Linked DNA regions of Mus musculus: regions 1, 2, 3 and 4 are each linked to region 5. A link is a contact called in public ChIA-PET, Hi-C and HiChIP or PLAC-seq data. All regions are on one chromosome and are shown on one strand. Each heading gives the region's core, a stretch centred on a gene start, on an enhancer-like site or on the middle of the called end of the contact. The rest is flanking DNA. Distances are from core to core; before and after follow the strand shown.

The links. Hi-C and Micro-C count contacts between places; a contact is called where the count stands out from the background. ChIA-PET counts read pairs in DNA pulled down with a chosen protein or histone mark. HiChIP or PLAC-seq counts read pairs in DNA pulled down with a chosen protein or histone mark.
Region 1: a contact with region 5 is called in an H3K4me3 HiChIP or PLAC-seq map of embryonic forebrain, with 7 times the contacts expected there. The contact joins the promoter of D230030E09Rik here to the promoter of Sp8 in region 5. A contact is called at or near these places in 14 of 39 promoter capture datasets (the 3T3-L1 cell line, 3T3-L1-derived adipocytes, embryonic stem cells and 5 more), 4 of 15 datasets of contacts at CTCF or cohesin (the NIH/3T3 cell line, embryonic stem cells, pro-B cells and 1 more), 36 of 484 Hi-C or Micro-C datasets (differentiating embryonic stem cells, embryonic cerebral cortex, embryonic stem cells and 4 more), 25 of 115 datasets of contacts at active chromatin or transcription factors (bone marrow-derived macrophages, craniofacial prominence, differentiating embryonic stem cells and 11 more) and 4 of 9 other capture datasets (embryonic stem cells, embryonic trunk, liver and 1 more).
Region 2: an RNA polymerase II ChIA-PET map of memory CD8 T cells shows a contact between it and region 5, with 32 read pairs. The contact joins the enhancer-like site here to the promoter of Sp8 in region 5. A contact is called at or near these places in 7 of 39 promoter capture datasets (the 3T3-L1 cell line, 3T3-L1-derived adipocytes, embryonic stem cells and 2 more), 6 of 115 datasets of contacts at active chromatin or transcription factors (embryonic stem cells, memory CD8 T cells, pancreatic cancer cells and 1 more) and 1 of 9 other capture datasets (embryonic stem cells).
Region 3: a contact with region 5 is called in an RNA polymerase II ChIA-PET map of memory CD8 T cells, with 14 read pairs. The contact joins the enhancer-like site here to the promoter of Sp8 in region 5. A contact is called at or near these places in 3 of 39 promoter capture datasets (the 3T3-L1 cell line, 3T3-L1-derived adipocytes and embryonic stem cells), 7 of 115 datasets of contacts at active chromatin or transcription factors (embryonic hindbrain, embryonic midbrain, embryonic stem cells and 4 more) and 3 of 9 other capture datasets (adipose tissue, embryonic stem cells and macrophages).
Region 4: a Hi-C map of cortical neurons shows a contact between it and region 5, with 2.0 times the contacts expected there. The contact joins the enhancer-like site here to the promoter of Sp8 in region 5. A contact is called at or near these places in 11 of 39 promoter capture datasets (the 3T3-L1 cell line, 3T3-L1-derived adipocytes, Sertoli cells and 5 more), 1 of 15 datasets of contacts at CTCF or cohesin (the NIH/3T3 cell line), 11 of 484 Hi-C or Micro-C datasets (the 3T3-L1 cell line, the C2C12 cell line, LSK cells and 6 more), 15 of 115 datasets of contacts at active chromatin or transcription factors (bone marrow-derived macrophages, differentiating embryonic stem cells, embryonic basal ganglia and 8 more) and 3 of 9 other capture datasets (embryonic trunk, macrophages and pancreatic islet).

What each region holds. Positions count from the first base shown.
Region 1 is chr12:118,528,762-118,531,461 of GRCm38.p6, reverse strand. It overlaps D230030E09Rik (Riken cDNA D230030E09 gene), which reads left to right and starts at 1,269. Exons shown (of 4, transcript NR_045947.1): 1 at 1,269-1,491; 2 at 1,836-2,031.
Region 2 is chr12:118,375,992-118,378,691 of GRCm38.p6, reverse strand. No RefSeq gene overlaps it. Among named protein-coding and RNA genes, the nearest start is that of Sp4, 76 kb to the right of the region's middle. Within about 2 kb of position 1,366, at least 72 of the 459 cell types and tissues checked have an H3K27ac peak or open chromatin away from gene starts, as enhancers often do. A contact at or near this core is called in memory CD8 T cells, where this site is marked.
Region 3 is chr12:118,410,682-118,413,381 of GRCm38.p6, reverse strand. No RefSeq gene overlaps it. Among named protein-coding and RNA genes, the nearest start is that of Gm25577, 93 kb to the left of the region's middle. Within about 2 kb of position 1,416, at least 24 of the 459 cell types and tissues checked have an H3K27ac peak or open chromatin away from gene starts, as enhancers often do. A contact at or near this core is called in memory CD8 T cells, where this site is marked.
Region 4 is chr12:118,563,064-118,565,763 of GRCm38.p6, reverse strand. No RefSeq gene overlaps it. Among named protein-coding and RNA genes, the nearest start is that of D230030E09Rik, 34 kb to the right of the region's middle. Within about 2 kb of position 1,428, at least 23 of the 459 cell types and tissues checked have an H3K27ac peak or open chromatin away from gene starts, as enhancers often do. A contact at or near this core is called in Sertoli cells, cortical neurons and embryonic basal ganglia, where this site is marked.
Region 5 is chr12:118,845,936-118,848,635 of GRCm38.p6, reverse strand. It overlaps Sp8 (trans-acting transcription factor 8), which reads right to left and starts at 1,403. Exons shown (of 2, transcript NM_001379379.1): 1 at 1,295-1,403; 2 at 1-257. The coding sequence starts at 1,315.

The sequences.
Region 1 (2,700 bases), core at 20-2,519, 320 kb after region 5:
TTTTCTTGGTCTAGTAGCACAGTCAGGGAAAGAGCAGCCCCCTTCCCAAGGTGCTGTGGCTTTTAACTGTGATGTCTAACTAACATTCTTGAGAATGAAAACTCACTCTTGAAACCTTCAGAAGTTAGAAAATGGAGATGGGAAAAGGGAATGAATTTAAGTTATTAATTTGAAAGCTAATTTTACGACGTAAAGACGATTGCCATGAACTCATATGAAGAACAAAAGAAAAATTACTGCCAAATAGCATCACATTTTGCAACTTTAAAATTATTTCAGTGTGCCATTTCTCTCACACACACACACACACACACACACACACACACACACAATGTTCTGGAACAGGTTTGCTGCAAGAAAATTACTTATATATTCCAATTAGAAGAACAAAAAACATTCCTCTTCAACATTTTTCCCCAAGAAAAATGAGAGTAACCGACAATAGGTCCAAAATCATTCTTTTTTTTTTTTCTTTTTTTTTTTTCCCACACCGGAGAAGGCTGGCTAGCACAACCTGCCACTTCCCTGATTCCGTGGATGCTCTTAGAAGACTGCTATTTACCAAACTTTCCTCAATGGGTGAGCTATTTCATTAGCTAAGCACAATTTGTAGATCCCAATCTTTCACCTGGAGAGGAAGAATGGCGAGAGGGGAGCGAGGGGCGGGGGCTGCAGGGTAGCCCCAGGGCAGCCGGGCGGGGTGCTTGCTTTATTCCCCCTCTCCTTCTCAGTCCCAGCGAGTATCACTGAAGTGTGACAAGCCACCGCCACAGGAGGATGGCTGGGAACCACCCCGACCAAGCCCGGTTTCTTTTGAGCCCAAAGAGATCAAGGGGTTTGGTGTTTACTCGTTGGAGAATGCCCTCCCATTCCCACCACAACAGACCACCTTTCCAAGTAGTTAAAAAACAAAAAAAAACAACAACAACAACCACAAAACAATCCAGAACCTCCTGCTGCAGGGAGCCCTGAGGTTTTACCTGTCTTTAATTTATGCAGCATTTTTTGCAATTGTGCCACCTCGGCAGGTGTGACCGCGCTTTCGCAGAGCCTCGGCGCTATTTTACCTGCTTGAATCTGTCAAAAACCCATTTGTATGCGCCCGGCTAATGTGCTAGAAATAAAAGCCCCGACCTGTCAGGCAAACTCGCTGCACCTGTTTCAAGCAGTTAAATTGTCCCATCTGCCACTAGCCCGGGAGATCAAAGGCCCTACCCAGGAGGGGGCCTGGAACCCCGGCGAGGATGGGGCTCCTGGGCCCAGGGTTTAAGAGGATGGCGAGGAGCCCCGCAGAGAGGGTGCGGGCGCCGGCTACCTGAAGGAGCCTTTGTTCGGCCCGGGCGCCGAGAGCGCATTCTTTCACACCAGGAACGGCGGGAGAAGACGTTCATTCAGTCCGCTTTTTTGGTGACGTAGTTGGGGCATTCATGTGTTTTTAACCTTGAATAATTTTTGTCTCTAAGCTCCAAACAAGCCTTATCCTGTCCACAGGTCAGTTTTGTTACAGAGGCCAATTAGCAGTGCTACCTTTGCCTGGGGCAACAAGCCAAGTGGTGCAGGCAGTGGCGGGGTAGGCCCTAGGAGAGGCGAGGAGGAACTCCGGAGAGCTGTAATTTGAAAGGGGGGCCTTTGAAGCATTTACCTTACATGGGACGCCATTGTCACTGCAGGGTGTTTGATCTTAAAATAATTTACTTAATGATCTCACCATGGGAGCAATTGGCAGAGTGAGATTAGGCTGGAAGGCCTAATGGACATGGGAAAAGTTAAAATTGCTCAGGGGGAAGGTATGTACAGACTGAGATCCGACGGTGTGGTGTGTTCATTACTCCCAGGGGCGCAAAGCCCGGCCATGGCCGGTAGCAATCCACAGCTTATCTAAGAAAAGCAGAGGCGGCCTCTCCCGGGATGGCAGGGTTGGTGGGAATCCAACGCTCTTGCTGCCCTGCGCTGCACACCGGAGCTGGGAATCAAATCAGGCTTGGATACAGATGAGAAGGTGCAGTTCTGTCCCTTGTCGGTGGAAGCAAGGTGATTGATTGTTATTCTGGCCCAGGCAGCTTTGTCCTCCAGAAAGGAAATGTTTTAACCGAGCATATTTGTAACTCATGGACTATTTCTTACATTCCTGCCAATGAGGCTTCTGCAGTCACCTGGAAAACACAGGCAAGGTTGGATGCTATCTCAAGACAAAAGAACTGCATGGTCTGAATCTTCTCAAATTTCAGGCTTCCTTGACTGTTCAACGTGTTTTTTATTTTAGTTGCCATGGCCTCTTGAGAAAAGCATCTTATTACTCTCAATTATGGAATCAAAATGGATTAGTAGTCTAAGAATTGTCATTCCTATTTGTGCATTTGATGCTCCAACCTAGAACGGGGCACAGGCTAGGTACAGTTAGTAAGTGTGGAATTCCTGCAATGCAGGTTCTTAGGAAAGCAAAGCATCATGGTGGCACGTTCTTTCTGGAGAGCAAAGCATAAAAGGGATGGTTCTAAATATATATTTACAGATCAGGGAACATTAGTCTGATTCTTCAAGGCCTCGAGGTTTTTTTTGGCGGTGTGATAAGAAGACAGTGAAATTAAACATTAGCTTGTGTTGATGCAACTCAAGTAACTGAGCACCAATCTCAGTTTGCTTGTGCAAAGATATGGCCCACAAGCCTTAGGAGCCTGTTTCAGGTTCATCCATTGAGAT
Region 2 (2,700 bases), core at 117-2,616, 470 kb after region 5:
AGCCCTGAGAGCAGGTTCACCAGCAGGACCTAGCAACCTATAGAAACACAAGCATTGAACCCAGTCTCCATGGCAGAGGGATAAAGTCTGGGATGACCCCAGACAATGGTGCATCTATGATGCCTATATCCTCCAGCGTTGGTGCTGTGTGTGGAACAGATGACCATGTATAAATGCAAAGACAGGACTGTTGACCTATGGTGTACCTTAAGTGACCATGTCACCTGAGTTCTTTCATTTCTCACCTTTACACAGTCCTTCCTCCATTCATCTGCAGATCCAATTCCTTTCTGTGTTTCTCTCTCTCTTTTCTTCCCCATCCCAAGGCAAAACAACAGTCTAACATGCTCACCCCTCCTAGGCCAATTATTGACAATGCAGTCCACATGCTGATGAAAGAACCAATTAGTGAAAATGCCTTTTTTTTTTCTTTTCACCGAACAGAAAAGCACTAACTGGCTATTTAAAGTCATGCGGGAACTGCCACACACAAAGCCCGATGATTTGGCTGAATTTTTCACTTTCCAATTGCTTATGTGGGTGCTGTGTAGACAAAACCCAAACTAATTACTCTGTAGGTCGCTGGCTTTCACCACAGCAACAGAATGTGGGAGTCATGGACAGAAGATGCAGCCAAATGGGGTCCCTGGGAAGAGGAAATAAGCCATGTTTCCCCTTAAATCTGGCCTGTATTTATTGTTAGTAAAAGCTCATAATGAAAATTGCTGCACTCAAGTGCTGACAGGCACATTCAAATGAACAGAGCCTCCGTACTTGGCACATGTGGACTTCACTCCATGGCACTTGTTTGTGTAACATTTCCATCATTTACCAGAACTTTGTTTTTCTAATCACTAGATTGATAGAAGTAAGTATGGAGTATCGGGGAGAAGGGCAAAGCTTAGAAACAAATACACAAGCCCGCATTTGTATCAATCCATTGGCTTAATTGATAATCAGTGTGTTTCTATTTGCTTTAAAACCAATTATTGTGATTTAGCTGAATCAAAGGGAACTCTCCCTTTAAAGCTTAATTTGAGATACTAGAAATAACTTTGAAAATGTCACAATTTCAATCAAATTTATTAGGCAGATTATATACTATCAAGTGTCAATTCTGTCTGGGCAATTGTCGGCGGGGGGGGGGGGTGGGGTGGGGTGGGGCGCTTCAAAAATACTGTCAGCAGAGAATTTGGCACCATGATCTGGGGGTAGTTCTCGAGTCTGTTCACACAGCTCTGGATTCTAGTGTCTTTGACATTGATGGGCTTACCATTCTTCATCTTCTTTCTCTTCAGTCTGTCTTTCAACTCTGCGAAGCGGCACTGAGGCTTCCTCTGAGAAGTCAGCGGTTGTACTTCCTGTGCCCGTCTCGGTATCAGAGAGTGTTTCAAGGCTCAGCGGCCCAGGCCTGCCCTGTGGCTCTCCTACAGGAAGCTGCTTCTGACTTTGAAGACACGCACAAGCATGGGTGCTTCCTAAACAGGGGCGCATGCTGACGGTCCTGGCTGGGCTGGTGATGGATTTTTTTGGTTTTCTTTTCTTTCTCCTTTTGTTGTTATCATCATCTAATTTTTTCCCTAAGGGTAGGCATTTTTTCCAAGGACTGCTGTTACTCCATTTGAAAAGAGAGAAAACTCTCTCAGAGAGCTCAGACTCCTTCCACAAGCACAGGAAGACAGCTGTTGTTATCTTTAGGCCAGACTTGACTCACTAGAGAGCCCCGCTGTTCTGCAGGGTAGAGCGTCCTGAAGGGTACTGCTCTTCAAGGCAGAGCTTGCAAACTAAAGATGAATTTGCTGATGACATTGGCAACCCAAAAGGCTCTAAAGCACTGCAGAGCTCTTCCTGTGGAGGAGGAGGGTGGGGAAGCCATCAGAGCTTCTTCCAGGAACCACCCTGTCAGATGCTCAGTGCAGTGCAGTCTGAATCATGCTTGGTGGTTCCAGCACCTACTGAGCAACCTCAAACAAACAACTTGGCCTTTCTCACCTCAGCCTCCTATTAGGCAAAGTGACTGTATTAGGTAATACTGATTTTGCACCTTTGTCAAGGATGTTACTAACCACAGAGCTTTCCACTCCCAGCTTGAGCTTTGGGGAATTTCTAAAAACATCAAATGGACTCTGATGCTTCTTTCGCTTTGATGGCCCCCTGCCTCCGTAAGCAGGTTTTCATTGCTCACGTGCAATAGAAAACAATCTGATTTGCCATATCAATATTTAAAGTTAATGAACTTATAATATTCAGTCTGTAATATGGCTGGTTCGCATAAGGATTAAAGTCCATATCGAATCTGAATTTCTCACTAAGGACTGTAGTCAGCTGAAGATGTTTCCCATCAAGGTGAGTATACTACTGTCTAAGCTGTGGTCTTGGTTTTCTTTTCTCACCACTGAAACAAAAGCAACTTAAAGAAGAAAGGCTCTAGCAGAACCTCAAAGGTAGCAGAGAATACATCCAGCAACAGATGGAAGCAGATACAGAGTACCACAGTCAAACATTACGCTGAGACCTGGGAGTCCTATGGAGGGGTGGGGAAGAAGGATTGGAGGAACCAGAGGGGTCAGACACATCACAAGAACATGGCCCAATCAACTAAGTGGGACTCATGGGGACTCACAGAGATCAGGGAGCCTATAGGGGGTCTGACCTAGATCCTCTACATATATGTTTGGGTGAGTAACTTGATGTCCTCTT
Region 3 (2,700 bases), core at 167-2,666, 440 kb after region 5:
TTCCTTGCCCAGACAGCACTGGCCCTGGTGGTGGGGGTGAGCTGGGCACCTGAGGACATGAGAGAGGGAGAACTGGCCCCATCCCTTGCTTAGGCAGTGTTGAAGACCCATCTCAGCCCTTTACCTGGGCAAAGCAGGAGAGCTGGCCATGGTTGCATGCTAACCAACTCAGCTACCATCCAGACTCAGATCCAGGGCTTTGAGTTGGCCCACCCCAACATTTACCCCATCTATGAGCAGCTAAAGCTTGTGAAGGGGCCTGTCCTATATATTCAAAGCTGTAGGATCTCCATGACACAATGCAAAAACAGGATGCCCAAGAGGAGTCCCACTGAGCATTTAGGATTGATGGTGTAGCAGAAGCCAGAGAAACAGACCAATGTCTCATTGCAATGAACATTTGCAATTAAAGCTGTTTGAGCAAAAGGGTATATTGTGAGACACACTGCAGTTTCCACGGTGACATTTTAAATTTTTATTTATTTTTAATTTTTGTTTTCTTTTAGGGGGAAGGTTTTAAGGCTAGAGGGCAGATATGGAGGAACAGGAAGATGGAGAGGTCCCAGTGGCCTGCATCAACACTGCTCAGGTTCAGACGTGATTTGGTCTCACTAACCTGGTGGTGATTGTCTGATCTGACTTGTCAGTGGAAACAAGTCTGGCCAACATAGCTTCCAGACACAGCTGCATTGTAAGAATCCTCCACTGGCTGGTGCCAGATTCTGTATGACTGAGGAGACTGAGCAGGAAAAATACTGATGACAAAAGGCTTCCTTTTTCCTGCCATTACAAAATCTGAGTTGCCTATTTCATCTACCCTGATTTGAGCCATGCATGCTGGGCAAAGAATGAGAGCCAGTGAGCAACTGCATGAAAGGCTGATTCACAGCCACAGGACTTTGCTCAATTATAATTACCAATATTGTTTTGGCAGCTTTGGGGAGCTGTGTGCCATGGGCTTGTGCTCAGATATATATTCTGACCTTCATGTCAGTTTAAAGCCAGCAATCACTGGACATTCAGCTTTAGAAAAGCAATAAACACATTCCTTGCTTCCGTTGGTTTCCTCCTCTAACACTGTAAACCTAGGAGGAAGGTAGTTCTGCATGAACAGATTTCTGCATGAAAAACAAGTAAGGGTAAAAGAGGAAGCTAGGTTGGTCAGGGTCCAGGTGTCGGCTTCCTAAGATGCCATGACAAAGCCCCTGACAGCTGTGATCTATCATGCCAAGTCCTGAGAAAAATCAAGGCATCAGCAGGCTATGCGTCTCTGAGGCTTATCTGGGAATTCTTCTTTGCCTCTTTCTACTTCCCGGTAACTGCCCTAGTTGCTACAGACATCTGGTAAGAGGAACTCAGTCAGTGAGTTGTCGCTATCACCTTGTCCTGTGGGCGTATCTGCTGGAGTATTTTCTTGACTAATGAGTGATGCTGGAGAGTCTAGCCCACTGTGGGTGGTGCTGCCTCCATTCTGAGTCGTATAGGAAAGCAGATTGAGCAAACCATGGCCCCTGAGCAGCATTCTTCTGTGTTCTCAGCTTCAGTTCCTGCCTCCAGGTTTATACCTGACATTCCTGCCTTGGCTGTACTTGATAAAGAAATGTAAGTTGAAGTCAAATTAACCCTTTGTCCCCCCAAAGTTGTGTTTTATCAATAGTAACAGAAACCAAACTAGAACATCAGCCCCAGGTGGTCCTTGGTTTGAACATAGATGTATCACTCCTTCGAATCAGTCTTCTCAGGGCACCGTTATTTGTTGTCTCTGTTTGTATGACACGCTTACTTTTTTTTTTTTTTTTTTTTTTAAGATAGGAGTCATGTTGGATCAGTAACACGGCTTACTCTGGTCGACCTCGACCTGACTGATTACACCTGCATTTATTTTGATTCTCAAGGTTCTATTCTGAGGTTTTAAGAAACTATGTGAAAAGCGAACAGAAGCGTAGACTTCTCATAACAAATATTAAGTACTAACGCTAAAATGTGTTAGGAAGAAGTGAATCATTATTATGGGGTCATTGAATACCAGTCCTGCTAGAGGAAACTGAGAAGAGCTCACAAATATAAGCCAAGACTGAGCTGAGACATTCAAAAGCTTGTCCTCATTCTACTCAAGACCTATAAGGAGAGCAAAAGAGAAGAAGCTTGGGGAGTTTTAACACAATTCTATTAAACCAATGGCTAACCACTGAGTTACACAGACACAGTTGTACCTTCTAGAAAGACAGGCAAAAACTGAAACCCTAAAATTATATAAAGAGAGGAAATATGAAATAAATACCCTCTGTGGTTTGCTAAAAGTAACCACAGCTCCCCCAAGACAAGCAAAACATATCATAGCTTATCTGATATGCCCACACTTGCAATCTAAATTACTTTAAGAACTGCAAAGAAATACAAGAGCTGAAAAATGCAACTAAGGGAAATAAAGAATTTACTAGATAAGTTGGACAGCAACTTGAGAAGGTAAAAGGAAGAATGATGGAGTTGGAGTTGCAGCCACAGAAGGGTCATCCCACCCAAGGACACACCAAAACCCAGCAGTGTCAGAAGCAAGTCTACAGAAACAAACAGCTGAATTGTGTGTCACAAGAGTCCCAGCAAGACTGGTGAGAAAAGGGTAGAAATATATTTGAAGATATAGTGCCTGGGAATTCCTCAATTTGATCAAAAGCTCTAACCTACAAAGCCTAGAACCTA
Region 4 (2,700 bases), core at 179-2,678, 280 kb after region 5:
TTTATTTTAAAGTGGAATATTTGTTTTGGGTAATGGATTATTAAATAGATATGTATCATTTATTTCTGAACATTGTTTTATTATTGAGTATGATTCATAGCACATCAACAGCCACTGAAAATGCATTTGCTCTCCTTTGAAGGCTGCTCATTTTGTTATGAATGGCTTGTTGAGCGGGAGAAGCCAGCTGTAGCAGACCTGCTTTCTCAGAGCTGTAATATTTTATAAGAGCTGCCTTATAAAGATTTTGTAAATTACTCATAAATCTCTTCTTGGAGTTCTGGTAGTATTCCAGTCCTCTGTGGCCATTCTGGGTAATGTGCTCATGAAAGGGACTCTTAAAGATGGCCTTCTTCGCATTAAGTGTTTGTGCATAGGAGACTATGGTCTGTCCTTTGAAATGCCAGTATAATTAGGCTTTGCTGCTGTTAGGATTTGGGTGTTGTGAGGGAGGTACCACGGCTGAAAATGTAAAGAAAATCCCCAGTTAATTTCTAACTTTTAGAGAATGTGTGTTTTGTATTCAGATAAACTGTGTGCATATATACAAAAATTAACAGAAATAAGTGTGGAATTCAACCTGGAAAACAATTACTCTGATTGTTAAAAATATATATATTTACTGTATCATTTGTACTTTAGTGTCTATCTAGATGAAAAACACGGGTTCTTGGCTACCGTATAATACTGTCAGGTTTTTCATTTAGGGAAGGGCAAACACAGCCAAGTTCTGAAGGTCTACATCAAGGATACTGACATAATTTTCAAAGTCACCCGTAATGCTGTGGAACCTCCCCTCTCCATAAAACCCCAGGGGTTGACACTGGCACTTCTGTCCCTAATCTATCCCATGCATAACAATGTTGCAGCCAGCCTTCCTGGGGATTTGCAAGTACAGAGCAGAAGTGGGTTTTGCAAATGAGGTGGGGGTGATGTAATTTATTGCTGATACTGTTTCACCTGCATTTAGTTCCACTGACATGGCAAACCCTGCGGCCAATTGTCCTTATTATAGCCACTGTGTATTTCTCCCCGGTACACTTGCACAGGGGGAAGATGTGAGCATGGAGCGCACTTAACTGCCAAGCTGAATGGCTCTGTAATGTAGCTTCAGTGTGGCATAAATTAAGCTGTCATTTTTTTGGCAGCAAGTGCAGAGAGGCGATTTTCCTGTACTGTAACATTTGAAACAACAATTTTCTGGCTCCAGTACTGACTGACAGTTCTGTGTGATACATTCTCAACGTGGAGTGTGCTTCAGGCTGCAGCTGGAAACAGCCTCTGGGGCAAGGTATTGTCTCTATTAGCAAATCCTGGCTGTGGTTGCCCTAGCACACACATTTTCCCCGACTCCTGAAGCTGCCACTCAGCAAAAGAAGGCTGCCACCAAGCCAGGCAAAATAGCTCTGGGTGTCTGTCAGCCTTAGCAAAGATGTGGAGCTAACATCACTATGCAAAACAGCCTTTGATCATGACAATCAGATTGTGTGTTCTAGGTGCTGACTCTATCTCTACTGAGCCTTTCTGCAAAGTGGAAGCTTTTCCTGAGGTGGGCCAAGAGTTTGTGGATCGGAAACACTGAGGGGTCCTACCAGGGACTTCCTAAAGGGGACTGGCAGACCTCATACCACTCAGTTCCCCGTGCAGAAAACTAGCTCCACAGAAACAGAATGTTAATAAAGGTAATGAGGGGGTCAACAGGAGGGTGTTTGGAAGGGGCACAGCAAACAGCTCTTTCTTTAAATGTCTTCTTGTCCCTCCTTCCATTCTCCCACCCTCGGAAGGTGACTATAAAGCAATAACAGAACCACTTGCCAACTGCCTTGAATACATAGAAAGGGCAGAAAAGGTTACCTTGAAAGCCGTCAAAAGAGTAACATTGTAATCACATCATTGCAGCAGGGAGAAATAAGTTATGTTAACCCTGAACTTGCATCCAGACTACTGCTGGTGTCCTGGTACAAATCACTGCTCCTCACACTAAAGCCAAAGCTGTAACCAATTCATGCTTAGACAACATCATTGCCTTATCCTGTTCCAGAACCTGCTGAGGTCATATTTCCAAGGCTTTACCAGGAATAATGGATGACTTACTTCCCTGGATTGGTAGAGTCAAGCTGTTTGGTGAGTAGCTTGTCTTCAGTCAGCAGGCTTTCTCTTGCATAGAATTAAAGTTTTCCTTATGTTACTCAGATTGGGTCTGGTGCTTTATGAGGAAAATTCAACCAATTGTCATAAGCATTCTCATCAAATTACATATGGAAGCTGGCTGCTCTCAAGGTCAGATATCTTGACTTCTATTACATTTCCTGTTATTCTGAGAAGCCTTCATTTACTTGTCCTAACAGTTAATACTTGTTATGTATCAGTATATCAGTTAAAAATGTATTGCTGATTGATAGGTTCACCGCTTACAATGAAAGGCACACCCTCCCCCACATCCTTTCTAAGGCCATATAAGTGTAGCAGCCATGCCTCTTACTACATCCAGCCACAGTTACTATTTTCTTCATGGTTGATTCCAGTGGCTCTCTCCACAGGAAAGGCCACCTCATCCCTTTTCTTTCTGATAATTCTCAGCTCAGATAGATATATTCTTTGACCAAATCTAGGCACTAAATTGGGGTTAGGCATCTTTGCTCTCACTTAAGAATCATGTGTGTATAGCTATTTAGGTTTTGTTTCTTGTTTCTAATGACA
Region 5 (2,700 bases), core at 154-2,653:
GCCGCCGCTGCCGCCGCTGCGGCTGAGGAGGAGCCGCCGTTCCGGGAGGCCCCCGACACACCGAAGCTAGAGAGACTGGAACCCACTACGTTGCAGCTGCCGGAGGAGGAAGACGAGGAGCGTTTCCAAGGGTGGAAGCCTTTACCGAAGGAAGAAGAGCTGTCCGACAGGGAGGAGGGAGACGGGCTGGGGCTGCCGATCTTATTACAGGTAGCAGCAAGCATGGCCAGAGGAGTGGATCCCAACCTCGGTTCTTCCTGAGACCGGAGCAGAGAAGAAGGGTGGGGGAGGGGTAGTGGGCAAAGGGCCGGTGGGGGAGGGAGGAAAGAAATGTGTATTAGTCCCCTGGTAGCCTCCAGACGCCCCACTGCTCCCCATCTCTAGCTGCTGCACACTGCCACCAACTTACCCTGCACCCCCAGCTGCCCCGGCGCCCGGCTGCCTCCTACTCTACAGGAGGGGACAAGTTTGGCGGCGAGCGTCTGATTCTGGAGCAAAGCGCCACGCTAAAGAAGAGTTTAACAAGAATTCTCAACTAAGACGGCACTCTTGTGTTCACAAAGCCCTAGACGCTTTCGATCAAACGAACAGAAAGTCCAAATCCAGACTAGGGAGGGAGAAGTTTCCTTTTTACCTTACAACCTGGGGAAATTTCTGGATTGCGTTTAAGATCACTACACTGCAATCCCAAGAGAGCTTTGAAAACTCTTTTCAGATCCCCCTCAACCCATCCTTAGTTGCTTCTCCCCGGCTCTTCCATTACTCGCTCTTCCATTTTTTTCTTCTCTCTCTCTCTCTCTCTCTCTCTCTCTCTCTCTCTCTCTCTCTCTCCACCCCCTTCATCTCTCTCTCTCAATATATATCTCTCTATAATGGTAGAAATAAGACGAGCTCAACGTACCTGCAATACAAACCGGGCTGAGGAAAAATATTAAGGGGAAGGGGGAGAATCTGCAGTATGCCCAGGAGGGAAAAACTTACTCGCGTTCCCCTTCGAAATCGTCGAGTGTATTAGGGGCTATGCTCAGTTCTCCCGAGCAGGGAGCGGCCAGGCTCTGCGAGGTGGCGGGTCTCAATGCCCTACGAACCTTTCCTGTGCTGAAAAAAAAAAAAGTGGCTCTGCCTCCTCCCCCCCCCCTTTCTTTTTTCTAAACTCACTTGTATTTAGGGGGGTGGTGGTGGCTCTCAATAGAGAGACTGATAGCCCGTGGCCTGGCCGGGGCGACTTTAACCCCCTCCGATAGGCAATAAAAGGAAACTAATTAAACCAGCAAGAGAAGATCCTGAGACTCACCCCTAGAAGTGAAGTTGCCATCACACAGAAGCGCCCTCCTCCTCTCAGAGGATCTTTTTTATATTGATAAATCAGAGGCAGTGTTTTTTTTAGAGGTGTGCAATACAATGATCAGTTCCGCCCATTCCGCCACAATTGTAGCTCCCTCTCCGGCTTTGAAGTGCCGCGGAGGCGCGGCCAGCCAATCTGTGGCCTCGCCGGGCCGCGCGGCGCGCGCGCCGTGAGGTCATCGGCGCCGGCGGGAGTGTGGGGGTGCGAGTGTCGCAGAGTGTGCGTGTGCGCGCGCGTGAAAAATGATCGCGAGTGTGACCCACCTCGGAGAGAGCAGTGTAGAAAGCGGAGGGGTAACTGGGCAGGGTCGCAAAAACCGTGACCTAGCAAGGGCAGAGAGTGGTCGTACAACCACCGAGAGCGGGCCGAGTAACTACGTGTGTGACAAAAGGGGTCAGGGACAGAGCTGGAAAGTGTGTAAGGTAACTGAGTCCTTCTACCGTAGGGAGTCAGGAGCGACAGTACGTTCAATCCCGGGTGTGGAGAGGCGTGCACCCGTTTGGTGTAGGTGGAGAGTGGGTGCGCGCGATCGAGAGGGAAGACCGACGTGTGCGTGCGCGCGAGCACCAAAGCTAGGGGTAGGGAACCGAAACAATACAATAAAGTGTACGTGCCTAAGAGATTGGCGGTCTGGATAGAGAAACTGCGAAGTTGAGTGAGGCCAGTAAATAAACGCCCCAAGTCCTATCTTCAAGTTACTAACTTCCTCTGCCCTTTGAACATAAAAAAAGGAGTGACCCCCCCCCCCCAGCTTCCTGGACTCTTTCAGTATAGTTTTGAAGAAAATCTTGATACTTACCTTCCATTTCCTGATGTTTCGGTCAAATAGAAAGATTGGAAAGGGGGTAGTGATATGGTGCAAGTGTGCGCCTGCGCCTTTGAGTCCTTACTTAGATCTGGCCGCCCTTACCCTCTACCAGAGGTGGGATTCAAGCTTTGGAAGTGCACGTCCTGGAGGAGGTGTGTTTGCCCCTTGGCATGCAGTAAAATTACAAAAGGATTAGATGGAAAGAGGAGTAAGAGGGGGTGTGTTTTTCTCCCATTGGATGAGAAATTGAGGAGCATTTTACCCAGTTTATAAGTTTTCTCAGGTAACCCCACTGTGCCTTTCTGACAGAAAAATCAGAATGACTGAAATCTGTTGGTACTATTTATGTAAGAATGGAGGTGAGCTTTTCGGGCTGCATTTATAGGAGCATCTATGGTTTGAGCAAGCCATCTACCAGTGCGTTCGAGTCATCATGCGCATTTACTTCAAATTCTCTGCGTTTTAGTCACTTACTTGCTATTTTTATTATTAGTTGCCTTCAGAAATGTCATTACAATTCTGTGGTCACCACAACAGAAATTCTTAA